Regions from separate parts of the Pan troglodytes genome. Here region 1 is linked to region 2. A link is a contact called in public Hi-C data. All regions are on one chromosome and are shown on one strand. Each heading gives the region's core, a stretch centred on a gene start, on an enhancer-like site or on the middle of the called end of the contact. The rest is flanking DNA. Distances are from core to core; before and after follow the strand shown. Region 1 overlaps PEBP4 (phosphatidylethanolamine binding protein 4). Region 2 holds the start of BIN3 (bridging integrator 3).

Evidence for each region. Hi-C and Micro-C count contacts between places; a contact is called where the count stands out from the background.
Region 1: a Hi-C map of induced pluripotent stem cells shows a contact between it and region 2, with 2.1 times the contacts expected there. The contact joins the enhancer-like site here to the promoter of BIN3 in region 2. A contact is called at or near these places in 3 of 7 Hi-C or Micro-C datasets (blood, induced pluripotent stem cells and stem cell-derived neural progenitor cells) and 1 of 1 datasets of contacts at active chromatin or transcription factors (stem cell-derived excitatory neurons).

The regions. Positions count from the first base shown.
Region 1 is chr7:31,243,001-31,247,478 of NHGRI_mPanTro3-v2.0_pri, forward strand. All of the region lies in intron 3 of PEBP4 (phosphatidylethanolamine binding protein 4), which reads right to left. Among named protein-coding and RNA genes, the nearest start is that of PEBP4, 26 kb to the right of the region's middle. Within about 2 kb of position 2,706, at least 3 of the 24 cell types and tissues checked have an H3K27ac peak or open chromatin away from gene starts, as enhancers often do. A contact at or near this core is called in induced pluripotent stem cells and stem cell-derived neural progenitor cells, where this site is marked.
Region 2 is chr7:30,996,272-31,000,412 of NHGRI_mPanTro3-v2.0_pri, forward strand. It overlaps BIN3 (bridging integrator 3), which reads right to left and starts at 2,128. Exons shown (of 10, transcript XM_054657306.2): 1 at 1,742-2,128.

The DNA of each region.
Region 1 (4,478 bases), core at 1,456-3,955, 250 kb after region 2:
CTGCCCCAAAGTCCTTCCACCCTGCAATTTCATGACATTGCCTCTTCCCCCTGCAGTAGGGGCTTGGCTGGCTGAGCTCCAGCTCCCAGGGCCAGCATAGGGCAGCCCCCTCCAGCCCCTGCGGCCACACCTGCGCCCCTCCTGCCCACTATCCCCTTCCTCCTCCTCTTCCCTCAGAAGCATCTCCTGCACCTCCCACCCCTGACTTCCAGTCAGTGGCCAGGTCCCATTGGCTCCAAAGGAGCTGGACACCCTTTGAAATTTCCTCCTAACTCCCACCATCCACACCGTTTATCACCTTGGAATGAGCATTTCCAGTCGACCCCTCAACCCCTCCTTCTGCTGTATTTTGACATTGCCCTTTTATTGGCTCCTTCCTGCCAGAATTTATTTATTTATTTAGAGTTGGGGTCTTGCTCCATTGCCCAGGCTGAAGTGCAGTGGCACAATCATAGCTCCTTAGCCTACTGCAGCCTTGAACTCCTGGGTTCAAGTGATTTTCCCACCTTAGCCTCCCCAGTACCTAGGACTACAGGTGTGAACTACCAGGCCTGGCTACTTTTTTTTTTTTTTTTTTTTTTTGAGACAGAGTCTTGCTCTGTTGCCCAGGCTGGAGTACAGTGGCGCGATCTAGGCTCACTGCAACCGCTGCCTCCTGGGTTCAAGTGATTCTCCTATCTCAGCCTCCCAAGTACCTGGGATTACAGGCATGTGCCACCACACCCAGCTAAGTTTTGTATTTTTAGTAGAAATGGGGTTTCACCATGTTGGCCAGGCTGATCTCCTGACTTCAAGTGATCTGCCCACCTCAGCCTCCCAAAGTACTGGGATTACAGGCATCAACCACCATGAGGCCTGGTTAACTTCATTTTTTTGTAGAGATGGGGTCTCTAACTCCTGACCTCAAGCAAATCCTCCTGTCTTGGGCTCCCGAAGTGTTGGGATTAGAGATGTGACCCACTTCGTAAATATTACTGAACACATACTGTGCCCAGTATGTGCCACTGTGCCCAGCCCCTGCCAGCATTTAAATATTCGCAGGCATCTCTTCTCCCCTGGCAAAGCGGTGGTGTGAATAGCCTACTCCATGGGATCCACTCCTCATTCACTCCTTGGTCCCCTCACACGGGTAACCAGTAGCTTGCTGGGGTAAGGCAGAGCGTGCATTTCCTGTGGCCTCACCCAACCTCTCTGGCTGGCTGCTGTTGAGCATAGCAGAGCCTACCCACAGGTAAACCTGTCTGCCTCTCAGAGTCCACCCCTGCTGGAACACTGAGGATGCAGACCCAGGTGCCCAGCCCTGCCTTCTCTTCTGGAGTCAGATGGCCGACCTGCCTCTCGGGCAGCTACCTCTGGATGCTACAGCCTCCTCAAACTCTATGGGTTTCTGTGCAGAATTCGGTGCCAATGGCTGCCATCCCTGTAAAAAACCCAGTGCTTCTCTGTGTCCCCTTCTTGGTGAAGGCACCGTTATTAGAGTTAACATATACCCCAGCTTGCCAGCGCCGTGCCTAATGACACACATTGTCCTGGCATAACTATTAACAGCACCCCCCTTTAGTCTCAAAAGGGTCCTGTCTTAGATGAGAAATTATATACTCAACCTCATTGTTACCCACTCGCCTGCTCATCACAGAAACCCGAGGGTCATCTGGACTCTCCCTCTCCCCAATATCCCCACAGCCCCCAAGCTCTATGGGTTCCCCATCCTTAACATCTTTTAAGCCCAGCCCATGGTCCATGCCATCACCTAGGTTGCAGGGTGGGCACCTTGCCTTCAATCTTACCTTTCTTCCATTCTTCCACCTGCTGCTGGAGTGACCTTCCCAAATTGCAAATCTGATCACATTTACCAGCCTAAAAATCAAATGGTGACTCTCCTCCCCCAGCCACCAGCCAAACTTTAAGATAAACTCTAAACTCCACACCAGGGCCATGAAGTTCTTGGCTCCTAACCATGGATGTGCCCCTGCCCTACCCGCCCCGACCCCCGACCCCACCACAAGCCTCATCCCTCACCTCACCATCCTGGCTCCCATCTGTCCCTTGCTGGGTCCTGGCTCACTGACACCCTGTGTCCCCATGCTTGCCCACTACCTGTCTATCTCCCCAGCTATACTGCAAGCTCCGTGATAGTGTCTTTCGTCTCTGAATCAATAGCACTGACATGGTGCCTGATGCACAGTGTGTTCAGTAATATTTACGAAGTGAGTCACCGCACATCCCTAACACCAAATAGTCCGTGGCGGCTGCAGTCCCCTGAGCCAGTGGGCCTGCACTTGACCGCTTCCACATGTAGGAGAGGAGACTCCACATGTAGTCTACTGGAAGACGTCTCTGCTCCATCCATTAGGGGCTGTTCTTCTAGAATTGCTGTGGGTGTTGGGAGCCCCCTGTCCTTCCTCGGCTAATCATTTTGTGACTGCAGCAGCCTGTATTTTTCTGCTCTGTGTATACAGAGAAGGGTTGGTGGGGGCGGTGGACCTGTGAGTTCCGAGGTCTCTTATAGAGAGGAGAGTTCCAGGCCTCTAGAAAATTTGGGTTGAAACTTGTGTCTCCACCATGGGCCAATGAGGGCGAGAAGGTGCTCCCTGGGAGGCTGCGGCTAGAGGCCTGGGCTGGCATGAAATGCACTGGCCCAGGTGGATAGGGCACTCAGGGCCACCTGCTTTGTGAGGAGAAGAAATAGTGCCTGGGCCAAGCCTGATTGGAAACTCCAGGGAGAGCGGGACAGACCGAGGCAGCCTTTTGTTCCCTCCCTGTAATGCAATGCACATTCCCCACTTAAAGGCAATTTCTGCACTTCAAAAGGATTCCAGCTGGCGAAATTTAAGGTGGAGAATAAGCCCCCAGTCAAGAAGCTTCTCAGGGGCCTTTCAGTTTTCCTTGGCTTGAGAACGGGATGCATTTTTAAATGTTTGCCTCTTCATGTTTGTCAGAGCGCCAGGGGAGAAACGCTTCCTCTTACTTCCACACCTCTCTCGCTCAGCCATAGCTGGCACGGGAGCCAGCCACGTTTTCCTGTGTTACTTTGCCTTCTCATGAACCTGCCTGACTTCCTCTCTTTCTCTGCCTGCTTCCCCACCCACCCCCCAGCTCACACCCCACCCCTAGGGGGAGGAGAGAGTCCTGCTGCCCTGGGTTCACTAGGTTTAGCAGCTTTCCTTCAACAGATGCTGAAAGGGCCAACAGTTGGGCTGACACAGCTCATAGCTCACACTCCAGGAGATGCTCTCCCACATGTCATTCATTCATTCATGCATTCATGAATTCATGCATTCACCTGTTCACTCTCTCACCTAGTCACCCAGTCAGCCAGCATGGCATCTGAGGTGCTGGTGGGGCCCACGGGTGACTCAAAGAAAAACAACACATAGTCTTTCTCTCCTAACTTATAAAGTGCTTGAAGCTTTGAGAGACAGGAATGAGCAACTACAGCACAAGACACAGGGAAGTCAAAACCCAGTTTAGAGGGTAGGAACATTTTAAAAGCACAGAGAAAGAAAAGATCAGCCAGGGATGTAGGTGGAGCCCAGAGGGAGGCAGTCAGGGAAGGCTTCCTAGAGGAGGAAGCATTGTGACGGGAGCAGGGTCCAAAGACGCCAAGGATGGGGAAGTGGCCAATGCCAGAATATGGAGGTGGGAAGCTCTCTGGTGGGCACAGAGGCACTGCTGCACCCCTCTTTCCAGGGCTTTGGAGTTTGCTGGGGGCGGGGGAGGGGGGGGGTGTTCCCAGGCATGTCCACTGGCAGTCACTGCTTTGGTGGCATTGCTTCAGTCACCTTGGAAGCAATGCACCATCCCCACATAGCAGTCACCAACTCGTGCCCTTCTCCATCAGGCCCAGAAGAAATACCTTCATGCTCTTCTCTGTCCTAAACACTCAGGCTCCCCGCACCCTTTTCTTGAGGGACCCAGATAGCACTTGCTCCTCCAGCCTCACCAGTCATGCCCTCTCCCTTAAGGGAAGCTCCAACTACCACCTTCCCTAGGAAGAACTATCCTTCCTGCCCACCCCCTTCCATTCTAACCAGGGAAAGCTTCCCTTCGGCCAGCCCACCCCTGCCTGTGCCAGCGCCCCCTGGTGTCTCCCTTAGAGCCCTTGCCAGTGGCCCACTGGCCAGGCCCATGGGCTCTGGAGTTGGGCAGACCTGGCTTTGACTCTGGCTCTGGCACCTTTCAGCTCTGTACTTGGCCAGATTACTCACTTCCATAGGACCTGCCCTTGCATTTCCTACCTAACATCCTTTCACCCTTATCTGATCAATCACACCTTGACTTGCATTCAGGGCAACCATCCTCCTCTACTCTCAGTCCTTGTAGATTAAGGGGAGCTGTAGAGGGTCACTGCTAGGTTCAGGGATAGGCACAAGACCAAAGCGAGACCAATCCTGTGACTTTTAATGGATGGAAAACCCTATTTCCACTGGGGTTGACAAATTGGTCAAACACAAACCTAAGGCTGTTGGGGCCATCTT
Region 2 (4,141 bases), core at 878-3,377:
GGAAACTTTCTGTGAGACAGGTGGAAACAACCTGCTTCAGATCACCCAGAGAATCATTTACCTTTATTAGTTTCTGCTGTGCTCTTCTCCCAACTTCTGAAGGGAAGATTGGTTCAGTAAAGGCCAATCTAGGCAATATAAAGCATCTGTACTGCCTCATTTTCACTTTGAAAAATTAGGTAAGAACACTGCAAAGATTCAAGACGCAGCAGCCAAAAGGATATCTATATTGCAAGACTGGGGGGCCCAGAATGACACTGAAAGGACATAATTCCTCTGGGAAAGGGAACTGAAGAATTGCCGCTTTGCCCACCACTAACTAGGTTATAACAAGACAGGGAAGGTAGCTTTTTAAGGCTCCAGCCCCTTATTGGCCTCCTGGAGCAAATGGTGGAGGGAAAAGCAGAAGCTCCTGCCGGGGCTTATTAGGGCATTGCTTCAGGCTTTCCTCCCGTGCTTGCGGTGATTGTCTGACATTTGTCCATCAATCTTGGTCTAAGAAACAGGTGGGGGAGGGGACAGATGGTTCGCATTTTACTTTAGAGAAGTATCCCTGACACTGACTGATATCAGCTGCTTGTGTTCTCCACTGATGGCCAAAATTAAGCTGCAAAAGCCTTCCTGAAGGACATTCTGTTATCTTAATTCATTCATAACTGGTTATCATGCGCTTTGCATAAACAAACACACTAGCCTCTGAGGACAGAGTGGCAAATATGTTCCCTATGTCCATGGGCTGATTAATCTTGTACATCTCTGGGGCTCAATTTATTCACACACTATAGTTGAATCCCCTGAGGTCCAGGGTTGTGGCTATATAGGTCCTTGGGCCTGATGGTAAGGTAAGGTCCTGCATATGAGTATTCTCTAACCTCTAAGAAAACCCCAGGAAGGCAGGCAAGTCACAATTCTCTCCTGTGAACATAAATAATCGAGAGCAACAAATGGGGATTGCCTTTTGGGCAAACTGAGTCTTACAAAATAAATACACCATTATGAAGTGTCTACTATGACCCAAGTATCACATCATACTGCAGCAACTGGAATTGTGACTCTATTACTCTAAGACTCCCTGGCTTCTTTTCTCATGGCATGATAGTTCCCATAAGTTTAAACTTAACCATGCCTATTTAGAGGGCAGGCAGTGAGTAATAGCCCTGGAATGATTAAAACCAGTCCAATCCCACAGTGGAAGGGTGTGTGCGGAGTGTAATTCTGGCCCCTTTAAAAAGAGAAGCAAGTTTTCCTTGTCTTTTGAAGCCTGCTAAGTCGTGCAAAGAGGATAGTTACCCAGAAGGGAGTGGGTTTTGATTAGTGAACTGGGTCCAGGCTGCCACAGCGAGGGCCACAGCTCTGGAGGGACTGGCGCGGGGCAGAGATGCCCACAGGAGAGAAAGACGACACTGACTCCACCTCAATGGGTGTTTAAAAAAGGAGGGAACAAGGAAGTCCCTCACTTCAAGGAGCTAGGAGGACGCGAGTCCGGCAAAACGGGTCAGACGCGGAGTCTCAGGCTAAGAGGATCATCCGCCACTCTCCCCGGGAGTCCTGCTGAGAGATTGCGACTCCGGAAAGCACCGAGGGAACGACCCTAGGGCAGGGGCTGTCGGGCCTTGCTCTGGGGCGGAGGGGTCGCAAGGGACCGGAGGGAGCCGGGACGCGGCACTGACACAGGGCCAGGGGCCTCGCGGGTCCGCGGGTCCACGGGTCCAGCAGCTCCCGCCGCCTGGGCCTCACTCACCAGCTCATGGTCCCGAACCTGCGTCTGCCGCCGGGGTCCTCAGCCACAACTCGTTCCTCTAGGGTCACTTCCGGATTCAACCAGTCTCCAGGAAGTGACGTAAGCCCGCCTCTCTGCCCGGAAGAGGCGGTTGGGAGGCGGAGCCCGGCGCGTTAACCCTTCTGCTGCTGCGTGCTCGCCGCGGAGTTTCTCTTGCCGGCGACCCTCTGGCTCTGGCCAAGCGCTTAGACACACAGGCTGCAACGGGGGATGAGGGGAACCTCTGGGGGCGTTTTCTGCCTTCAACACTGACTCCTAAAGATCTCTTCACCTGACCATGCAGGGCCCTTAGCCGGGCTGTCCCCTCTGTCAAGTGGTTTCTAATCCAGAGACAGTGGCAGCAATTGCCTGTGGGAGAAGGAGCCATTTGGGATGGAGAAAGTGGAAAACTTACATTCTCTGAATGCTCTTTCCTATCTTTTACAGTTTGTACACCACACATGCATTACCTGTTACAAACAAACGGACGTTTCCCTTCCAAGATGGCACAGGGCTCTGAATATCAATAGATAGGTGCTTTTCAGGTTGGAATGTTTCGTAGATTTATTCAACACAATAAGATGCAGAGTATGAGTTGTTCCCTGCCTTTCAGCCCTTCCCTTTGGTCTCCTCTACAGGACTCAAATGATGTAAATTGCCCCATTCGTTCTATTCCTTCATTTAACTAATACTAGTTGCACTAATATTAGTGTCAGGTACCGAGCCAATCTTAGGATACAGCTATCTCAAAGAAGTATCTGCCCTGCTCTTGTTCCTTCCCAGAGCTACTTTCCTGGAGGGAGAGACAAGCAGGCAATTATAATCATGCTATAGGATAGGATAGAATGAGGTGTGGTGGCAGCCTGGAAGGGGACCCTGAAGCAGCACATGGGGTTTTGGGGAAGGCTTCCAGGAGGAGCCAGTGTGTAAGCCAAGCCCTCAAGGCAGAATCAGGGCTAGCCAGGTGAATCTGAGATGAGGGGTGACGAGGCTCCAGGCAGAGGGAGCTTACCATGGCTAAGACACAGACAGGACCAAGCAAGCAGCTGACTTGCCTCGGGTCTCCCAAAGTCAGAATTCAGGGCCTTAGTGGCTCACAAGTTGCCTGGGATTCTGGGCTGACTTGGTTTCCTCACTGCTAAGTACCTCCCTGCCTTGGAAGAGAGACAAGAAGGCAGTGAGGCCTGTGCAGGTGCTGCTGGGCCCCCAGTGACCTTCTCTCTAGGAATTCTCCTTCCTCAGATGGACCGGGATTGTTTCAGGGACTGCTTAGGGGGTTGCTAATCAATGACCTAGTGGGAAAAATATGACCAATGACCTAGAGCAGAAGTAGTGTATGATTTGTTTTGACCTCCTAGGGTGGAGTAGAGGGCTTGAGCAGGAGAGGTAGGAGGGTGGGCCACAGGATGCAGTCTCTCATTTGTGTTTTCTGTTTCCATTCTTGAGAGTCCATAGTTTGACTCAATTGAAGTTTCCAATGGAGGTTGGGTCCCCAAGCACATCATGCAGATCAGCTTCATTACCATGTTGTTCCTCAGGAAACAGGCCAAAATGAGCACAAGAGCAGCCTTGAAGAGTAAAGAGGAAGAGCAGAAGTCACCAAAGGGTAGCCTGGGCAGAGAGTGTGGGTAAAGGGAAAGAGAGAGTCCTCGCTGCTTTGCAGAGAGTGTGATGGATGGAAGGGCTGTTGTGGGTTTAGGAGCCTCCTGGCAGTTAGCACCTGTGAATAGTTTTCCCACCTGCTTCCTCCCTTCCCCATGTTCTGCCTCCCTCAGTTATGCCCCACAGGGATAAATATTTCCAAACGTTTTAGCCTAGGTAACTGCTGTATACTAGTAGAAGTCTGTTTCAGGGCTGGAGGGCAGCAGACACATCCTAGAGGACTAGAATGGATAAGTTCTGGACTACAAGTCTGGAGGAGTCTGGGGCTCTATTTCCAGTTCAACCTTTGACACTATAACTGACCTCAGATAAGTCACATCCCCTTTGTGGCCTTGGTCCCCTCATCTATAAGATGGAGTGAGTAGATCACATCCCAAAGTATCCAACATTGCAAGGTTCCAAGTCAGCTGTCTTGTTGACTCTAGAGGCCCTGGGGAAATAGGAGAATGGGAAAGGCAGGTGAACAGAGGGGCAAGCCCAGAGAAGTGGGCAGGTCTGAGGAACTGGTGATATCTTGGATAAAGCTAAATATGAATTTTTCTGGGGCTGTGCTGTTGACAGGTCACCTCGAAATCTTTAATGCAGCCAGCAGGATCTTTGAGGTTACTAAAAAGAATGGTGTCCTCCCAGGAGTCTGTCTGGAATGTGCCTGCTTGGTCTCCTTACCTGTGGCTCATTCGCTCAGCTAGAGGGGCACTGGGCTGAGGAGGGACAGTCAGG